3 separate regions of the Gossypium hirsutum genome follow, and regions 2 and 3 are each linked to region 1. The links are chromatin contacts, called in public Hi-C maps. All regions are on one chromosome and are shown on one strand. The core of a region is the stretch at or near the end of the contact, and the rest is flanking DNA. Distances in the headings are between cores, read along the strand shown. Region 1 holds the start of LOC107922300 (eukaryotic translation initiation factor 4B2). Region 2 has its middle 8.9 kb from the start of LOC107921263. Region 3 holds the start of LOC107921230 (probable E3 ubiquitin-protein ligase XERICO).

Region 1 (2,832 bases), core at 173-2,672:
TTTTGAAAGCTAAATCACTTAATTTCGTTTAATGGAAATTTTTTAAAATATATTTCATCAAATTTTTTTACATGAGGGATAAGTGGTAAAATTTGGTTTGTTAAATGGATAAAAAATAAATTTTATACTTAAATTTCAGGCATTCACATGGCAAAAAATTAGGTTATCCACATTAATTGAAAGTCTAAAACCTTGTAATATATACATGGGTGAAGCAAATTTTTTTTAAGGCGGAATTAAATTGTATACTTTTACAATAGTAAAAATGTAATTTCATCATTTTAATAGTTTATTTCTTTATACATTTTAAAAAATTAAATCAAAATTTTATAATTTTGAGAGAGTTAAAATATAATTTTACGATTACTAATTTAAAATTTTATCATTTATAAAAGGGTGTAAATAAAAGATTCATTTTAGAAGAACTGTGCCCTGCATACCCCTAACTTTACCATTGACTATATATTTTATGTGATATATTAATAAAAAGTAAAATTATCATTGATATTAAACTAAATTAAAACTCCCATTATGTTTTTCCAAAAAAATTGCATTATATAAAATAAATAAATAAAATTAACCTATGCAATAGTATATAGGGAAATGTAATAAAAGATATTAATATATACCCTAAAAACTATTAATATATAATAAATCAATATAAGTATCCTGTTATATATATTTTTCCTTAAGGGGACATAATATATATTATTTTACATAATATAATTTTTTACTTCTAAACTTGAAAATTAGGTTTGGTTTGGTACTTATTATTTTTTTGTTTTACGTTAGTATTTGGTCCGTTTATTAAACTTGAAAATTATAAAAATTTAATGATGTGACACTTTAAAATTGTTACTTGAAAATTAAAAAAAATTATATAAAATTTTAAGTGATGTTTTGATATAATCTCAAAGTGTTACATTTAATGTTTTAATATTTAGATAGGTGGTTGAACAGGTCAAACCATTGATACTTGATTCAACCACTTTTGACATTTAACGATCAGGCCAAAAATAATTAATTAAATAATTAAACATTCATAAAAAAATATTTACATTATTTACATTTTATATATTTTTCTATATTTTTACATTTTTTAATTTTAAAAAAATTATATATATTTAATTAAAAATGGTGCATGGCACATATTCATTGGTTGACTACATCATTTAAAAATGATTTAAGTATTAAAATGAATAAAAAATTAGATAATAAAGTTAGAAAATAAGATAGATTAAATCTTGAATTAAACCGTTAATTTATATCCAAATAAAGAATTAATTACCTTACTCTTTTCTCCCCAAAGTTTTGAGTAAAATTTAAGTAAAAAAGAAGAACTAAGGAATCAGAGAAAAGACAAGATTCTCAACACCATCCCACCGTCCATAATTCAGAAGTCAAATACCTGAATCTTAGATATAGGTACACCTAATAATTATTTCCATTTCCCAATAATTCTTCACCTGTAATCTCTTATTGGACCGTGCATTTCACTTCCCTTCTTGCGCGTCCCTCTAGCTTCTAGAAACGCATTGGGATGTGGCATATTTTTTTCTTACATAAAAGATGGAAATAATAATAGGAATAAAGCGTAACGACTAACGACATAAATATAAATAAATAACTGCACCCGACTCTAAATTTCTTAGTGTACAGTCGGAGCTCCGGATTCATTAACGGAGCCCTAGCTTAATTATTTCATTTTCCCTCTCTTTTAGATCTCTGTCCCATTTTTTTTCTTTGCTTTTTCCCAGATCTCATAGAAAACAAAAATATCACAAACAGAAAGGGAAATAATATAATCTTTTTCGAAAATGTCGAAACCCTGGGGTGGCATCGGCGCGTGGGCCGCCGAGGCCGAGCGAGAAGAAGCGGAGGAACGAGCAGCTGCCGAAGCCGCAGCCACTGCGGCAGCTGGTGCGCCCACGGCTGAATCTCAGAGTTTCCCTAGCCTAAAAGAAGCCGTTAGCGCGAAACCCAAGAAGAAGAAAATGACTCTCTCGGAGTTTAACATGGGGACTTACTCGTCATCCGGCGGGGGTGGACTTGGCAGTGCTAGGGTAACGGAAAACAATAAGCTGACACCCGAAGAGATGATGCTCCTCCCTACCCGACCCAAAGAACGTTCCACCGAGGAATTGCAGTTTGGCCAGCTCGGAGGTGGGTTTTCGTCCTACGGGAGGTCGGGTCCACCTGCGGGTCGGGTTATGCGTGACCGTGAAGACAGCGATGGATCGTGGGGCTTCGGAAGGAGGCAGCAGGGGGGGTTTAATGAAGAACGGCGGGGTCCGCCTTCTAGGGTTTCTGATTACGATCAACCGTCGCGTGCAGATGAGGTGGACAATTGGGCAATTGCAAAAAAAGCAAGTCCTTCACTGGATTCGGGCAGGCAAAATCGATACGGTGGGCTTGGAACTGGAGGAGGTGGTGGATTCTCTAAGGCCGATGAGGCTGATAATTGGACGGCTCTAAAACGGTCAATTCCATCTCGATCTTCGACATTTGGTTCAGGTTTCCGTGACTCGGGACCAGAGCCTGATAGATGGTCCCGAGGTGGGGGTGGAGGTGGAATCAGAGAGGAAAGGCCTAGATTAGTTTTGGATCCACTGCGAGGGGATGTGAATGAGCTTGTGGTTAAGACAAATAAGTCGAATCCTTTTGGGGCAGCGAGGCCCAGGGAAGAGGTGCTAGCGGAGAAAGGATTGGATTGGAAGAAGCTGGACTCTGAAATTGAGGCAAAGAAGGAAACTAGTAGGCCTACCAGCGCCCACTCCAGCAGGCCATCGAGTGCACAATCTAGCAGGTCCGAAGGTCCCCTGCAGCAAGCGA
Region 2 (2,832 bases), core at 147-2,646, 250 kb after region 1:
TAACATTATGTTGAGCCTTAACGAACCGATGATGTTGTTTCATCGAACTCTTTTTTTTTTAGTGTTTCTGGGGAACGGGGCTACCTGGTAACGCCACATTCATTGGAGCCTCCCCCTCCCCCTTATTCATGCATGCAACCTAGAAAATAGTAAAATAAAAGAAGGAAAACCAAGGGTTTACCTTCGATTAGATGAAAAGGCCATGCCGTTTTTTTTATTTTCTTTTTAGGGTTTTTCTCTTTTTTAAACTTTGACTGACATTGATCTTTTATATTGTTCTTTTAATCTGTATTATTTTAATCATGTTTTTGATTCATTTGTAAACTTGTGTTTTGACCCTAAAAATCATTTCAAAACGTGTTGTTTTCATTTTGAATCACTTTTACTGCAAGTATTATTTGCTGTACTGTTGATTCTGATTGGCTGAGAGAGGTTTGCCATTCCTCACAGCACAAAATTTTTAGGGTTCTAGACTCTAACTGCAATCTTGAAATAGAAATGGACTTTTGGGAATTTCCAAAAATGGACTCAAAACAGATTTAATCATATTAAAATTGAAACAAATCTGGGTTTGAATTTAATTTGAAAATAAATTTGGGTTTTAAAAGATTGTTTTAAACCAAATTAGACTGGGCTTTGAGAAACAAATTAATTTGGACTTTGAGAAGAAAAATAGACTGTGCTTTTGAAAATTATTTAAATTGGCATTTTCCCAAAATTATGCCTAATAAAGTATTTTGAAAATCAGAAATGATTTTATTAATTATATTTTTTAACATTACAAATTTTAACAAAAAAAATGCTATTATTTTTTTTCAAAAAAAGCCAACATAAGTAGATATTCAAATATTCACCTACTTCATGCCAAAATTTCAAAACTTAAATTAAATTAAACTAAAAAGAATTTAAAATTGATTTCAGTTTAATTGAAACCATACATAAACATTCTATCTTAATTTAGCTTTTAATCTAATTCCAAATTTAACATTAAATTGATAACAGTTTAATTTAAAATTGAAATAATCACCCTATAGTTCCTCAACCATTTTAAAATTCAAATCCAGATAATGAGGTCGGGTCGGGGCAAAATTTGATATCTACAGAACTCGAATGGAAATGGATTGATGGTGATGCTTTTCCACTCTCCGCTGTCGATGGCTATTCGACTTCGGTAGGAGGAGTCTCTAGTGGAAGCTTTTAATGATAATTTTTCGGAAGTGGAGACTTGTAGTAAAGAGGCAGGGGAATGTTAGTACAATGGTTGGATATTGGTTTTGACGATATAGCAGGTTCTAATCCTTTAATTCGCAAAGGGGATACTTTGATAATGTTAATGGGGCATTGAAAAATTGAATTTGGGGTTGGATTGGTATGGGATGGGGCCATGGGCTTTCATGATGGAGGGGTTCGTGATTCTGTTTCTTTACAAGCATTGGATGATATAAGGAATACGGGTTTGGCTTTGGATGGCCAAATGAAAAATGGGAAGGCTCATTTTGGTGTAGTTGATTCTAGTCTTAGATGAAACCTTTTTCAGTTGCTAATGGGGTTAGTGATAATCATGTGATTGTGGAGAATCATAGAATTAAAACAAGAAAATTTAAATCCCTTTTTGAAATAGAAGAAAGGAGGAATGCTGAACTTGATATTAGATAATAAAAAAAAAAACAAAAAGGGAAGGAGATAGAAGATAAATTTCCAAAGCCTAATTCTTCTAGGGAAGATTGCAAACGGCTCGCTCTCTAACTCAGTTTTCCATAACTGCAAAAAGATTTTGTGGAGAGAAACTTCTGAGGGAGTTTGGGAAAAAAATGGGTTTGAGGGTAGGGATGGATCCATATAATTTTATTTTAAGGGGTGAAATTTTTAAATTCGAACGACTTTTTTTTTAATGTAAAATGTATCAATTAAAATTTTTTTATCAAACAAATTAATTTAATGTTTTTCAAAAGGTATGAACAATTTAATTGTAAAAAATAAAAGACACTATATAAAATTAAATATTTATTTTCAATTTACAAAAAAAAAACTAATACTTGGCATTAGTTCTAGGCATCCTAAATTGCACCATTCGTTTTTTCATAAGATTGAACTCATCAATAATAGAATCTGTTGAAAATTCTCGAGCTATCTTTTTTTAATGTATGCCACCAAGTAAGTTGAAAAAAATCATCCCCCATTCTGTTGCGAAGTCTTATATTCACAATTTTCATGGCTGAAAATGCTCGTTTAATCATTGCAGTAGACACAAGAAGAGTTAGCACAACATGAATAATTCTATCAAGAAGAGGATAAATTCTTGATTTATTTGTCTTAGCTAGCACTTGACACAACTCAGCAACTGTAGAAGCTTTCTGCAACTTTGTGCTTTGATGAGCATCAAGTTGAAAAAGTTCCAATTGACTCTTCATGTGTAGTTTTTCTTGCTCGTAAAATTGTCCAGATAAAAATCATTCATAAGCTTGCAAATATCTTCCACACAAAAAGCTTTGTAATTATCGCGTGGACCCAAAGCAAAGCTAATAACAAGTAACTCAACTACCTCATCATTAAAGCGAGAATTCATTTCTGTTAACAATGAATCGATACCAGTAATGAATATATCAAACCGATATTGATGCTCAATTGTTAGGTTATCTACCGACCTCAACCAGCTTTACAAGAAACACTTTATTTGGGGACTTCTATCTCATTATCTTTACAAAATAAGTTCACTTTCTCAAACAAAGGATCTCACCCATGTTTTCTGAGTTTCTGGAGAAACGTTTTAGTTGATGACACCAGTTACATCGTGTTTAGTATATCCTGCGATTTATACTACAATGCTTGACA
Region 3 (2,832 bases), core at 136-2,635, 140 kb after region 1:
AATCTTTAATCTTCCAAAATAGTGTGGTACCATTTTAATTTTGCTTTCAATTAAATATTCTCAAATTAATGGACTGCTTTGGTAAGAGGATACTCGCCAAATCGAAAACCTCTTTGGTAAGAGGCAAATCGAAAAGTTAACCTTTAAAAAGGTTTAGTGCGTACAATAATTTTAACTTATGATATTCTATACTCAAGTTCAATGATCGAGTCAGGCATGAAATGTAACCTATTATCATTCTTCACGACTATTTTCAGAACCATCTTTCCATCATCTTTCTTTTCGATCCTGTTCATTCTTTATTTTGTTTTTTCTTGTTTCACTGTGCTAAATTTTGGTGTCATCTTTTTATTTCAACTTTGTGTTCCACATGGATTCGATTAGGCTCCTTAGAGTCCAAGCAAATCTCTTTCTTCCAAATTCTTATCCAAGTTGAATTCTAGCCTTATTCCAATCTCTTTTCTTCTCCAATTATTTACTCTTTATTTAATTTTAATTTGCTTATTTTAATCTTTTTTTTTGTTGTTTCAGGCATCTCGTTAGCTACTTTAACAACTTATTCAATCCTAATCTGCTTCTTCTATATCATATTTATTTTGGAAGGATAATATAATTACTTGAAAATTAAATCAAAAGAAAACAAGAAAACCTTATATTTAGAAAATCCTAGCCATTTAACTTTTTCAGCTCAAATTTTTGTTTTGTTGATGACGATGTTAGCCTTTGAGTTAGTTGCTAGTCACGACTTCTTTAATAATATTTTTTTTAAATTTAATTTTAGTCTAAAGTATCGTGGTTTTACTTTGTTCACGCTTCTATTTTGATTTATCTAAAAGTAATAGTGGTTTTAATTTTTAATTATATTTTTAGCATATATATATATATATGATATTTTTCAAGATAATGGTGCCACTTGCTTTATTGGGAATAATTTTCAAAAAGTCTTATCATGATAGAATAAAATCATAATGTTTATAAATTTAGAATCCGAAATGATAATGGGAGGATAGGTCATCTAAGACTTGACCTTTGTGATTATTGATGTAGTGAGTCTCTTAAAACTCTTAACTGTGATTTCTTAATTAATTAAAGTTTATCCTTAGATTGATTTGATTAAAACGAGACTAAAATGCAATATTTAATTGTTTAATCGCATATTTATTTATAATTTTTCTAATATTATAGGTACTTTCATTTTATTTTTTTTCCTCTTTTGAAACTATTTTATAAATATAACATTTTGATATAATTTTTTTGATAATTCATATTAATGATAAGGTTTTCTTTGAAAACCATCAAACGTCTCAAATCAAACACGGTAAACTAAACACATGCTAAGAAGGCACATATAAACTGATAAATATCACATTGCATTAATTGGGTTTACCGACATAGCAAAGCTGTTCTATGTTAATGAAAAGTAATGCAGACTATGATTGACGGGTTGAAGTAAACATCCGCGGCGGCATCCGGGAATCAAGAAACTTCGTGCTCCCAAAAAGCCCAACTTAGAGGTAGCTCCGCCCGCCCTTGCCACAAGCTCCCACCTGATTGGCCATAACAACGTTTACAGCACACGTGCCTTCTCTCCTTTGAAGTTTAAACCCTTGTCTTTCTAGTGAAATTGCCAGCGCAACCAGTTCCGGTCTTTTCTAACCCCAATTTTTAATTCAATTATTATTATCAATCCTATTATCTTCCACAAATCCTACACGTGTCGCGACGTGTACCTGGTGAACCCTCCCCTGGTTAAGGTTCGTGAACCAGGGTTAGCACACTGGTTTCTACAATGCCCTTGTATATTTATGACTTTATCAAACCTTACAGAACCCAGCCCAACTTGGTCTTAACGTCGCTCAGAGGACAACCTCTGTTATGTTTATGCGGGAAACATATAGTTGCTGCTTCCTTTCTTTGTTTTTGTCTTCCTTGGCTGGAAATTGATTTTTTGCTCTCTGCGGCATAATCCAAATTCTTTCAAGAAACTGATTTATTAGAGTTTTATTAGATAGATATATCAATATTTATTTGTTTCTGTGGGGTACGTGTTGTCGGACAAAACAAAGATGGGGCTGTCGAATTTCCCTAGTGCAGCTGAGGGGGTACTTCCAGTGCTAGTAATGAACACAGTTCTGTCGGTGGCTTTGTTGAAAAACATTGTGAGATCTTTACTTCAAGTGGTGGGCGCGTCTACTACTTCAAATTTAGATATTGAGGACTCAAACGAGGACCCAGAAGAGATGAGCAAAGCAAGGGAGAGGAGGATATCTATAACCCAGTTCAAGTCTTTGTGCCACAACAGGCACTCATCAGCATCAACATCATATGAAGATTCAGCTCCTGCAGATGGCGGTTATGGCAGTAGCAACAGCAGTCGGGGTGATGGATGGGTTAACAGCGTGGAGTGTTGTGTGTGCTTATGTGGGTTTGAAGCGGATGAGGAGGTGAGTGAGTTGTCTTGCAAACATTTCTTTCACAAAGGATGTCTAGAGAAATGGTTTGGTAACAAGCATAGTACTTGCCCGCTCTGTCGATCTATTCACTAGAATGTATGGATGGAGCTTAATTTATTAGTTATTTAGATAAGAAGAATACTTGTTTTATTGGTTTATTTTATTTTTCTCGATATCCGATTTACTTTTTTTCTCCCTTCTTGCTTCATTTGAGTTAAAAAGAAAAAAAACTAGCTAGGCTAAGGTTGTATCGTGTAACAATCTTTTCCTTTTGCTCTATTCCATGAGTGTTACATGTACCACAAACAGTGGAGAATAACAAAGAACGAAGGGATTGAAGATTTTGAGCTCTTATGTGCCCTTTTTTTTATTTTTTTAT

Evidence for each region. A called contact is a pair of places that touch in the nucleus more often than the background predicts.
Region 2: a contact with region 1 is called in a Hi-C map of leaf, with 2.3 times the contacts expected there. The contact joins the enhancer-like site here to the promoter of LOC107922300 in region 1. A contact is called at or near these places in 5 of 34 Hi-C or Micro-C datasets (hypocotyl, leaf and petal).
Region 3: a contact with region 1 is called in a Hi-C map of leaf, with 1.9 times the contacts expected there. The contact joins the promoter of LOC107921230 here to the promoter of LOC107922300 in region 1. A contact is called at or near these places in 6 of 34 Hi-C or Micro-C datasets (anther, cotyledon, leaf and 1 more).

What each region holds. Positions count from the first base shown.
Region 1 is chrD01:52,204,222-52,207,053 of Gossypium_hirsutum_v2.1, reverse strand. It overlaps LOC107922300 (eukaryotic translation initiation factor 4B2), which reads left to right and starts at 1,422. Exons shown (of 3, transcript XM_016852273.2): 1 at 1,422-2,832. The coding sequence starts at 1,818.
Region 2 is chrD01:51,952,490-51,955,321 of Gossypium_hirsutum_v2.1, reverse strand. No RefSeq gene overlaps it. Among protein-coding and RNA genes, the nearest start is that of LOC107921263, 8.9 kb to the left of the region's middle. Within about 2 kb of position 1,396, at least 3 of the 9 cell types and tissues checked have an H3K27ac peak or open chromatin away from gene starts, as enhancers often do. A contact at or near this core is called in hypocotyl and leaf, where this site is marked.
Region 3 is chrD01:52,062,818-52,065,649 of Gossypium_hirsutum_v2.1, reverse strand. LOC107921230 (probable E3 ubiquitin-protein ligase XERICO) reads left to right here and starts at 1,385. Exons shown (of 1, transcript XM_016851108.2): 1 at 1,385-2,794. The coding sequence starts at 2,067. The coding sequence ends at 2,546.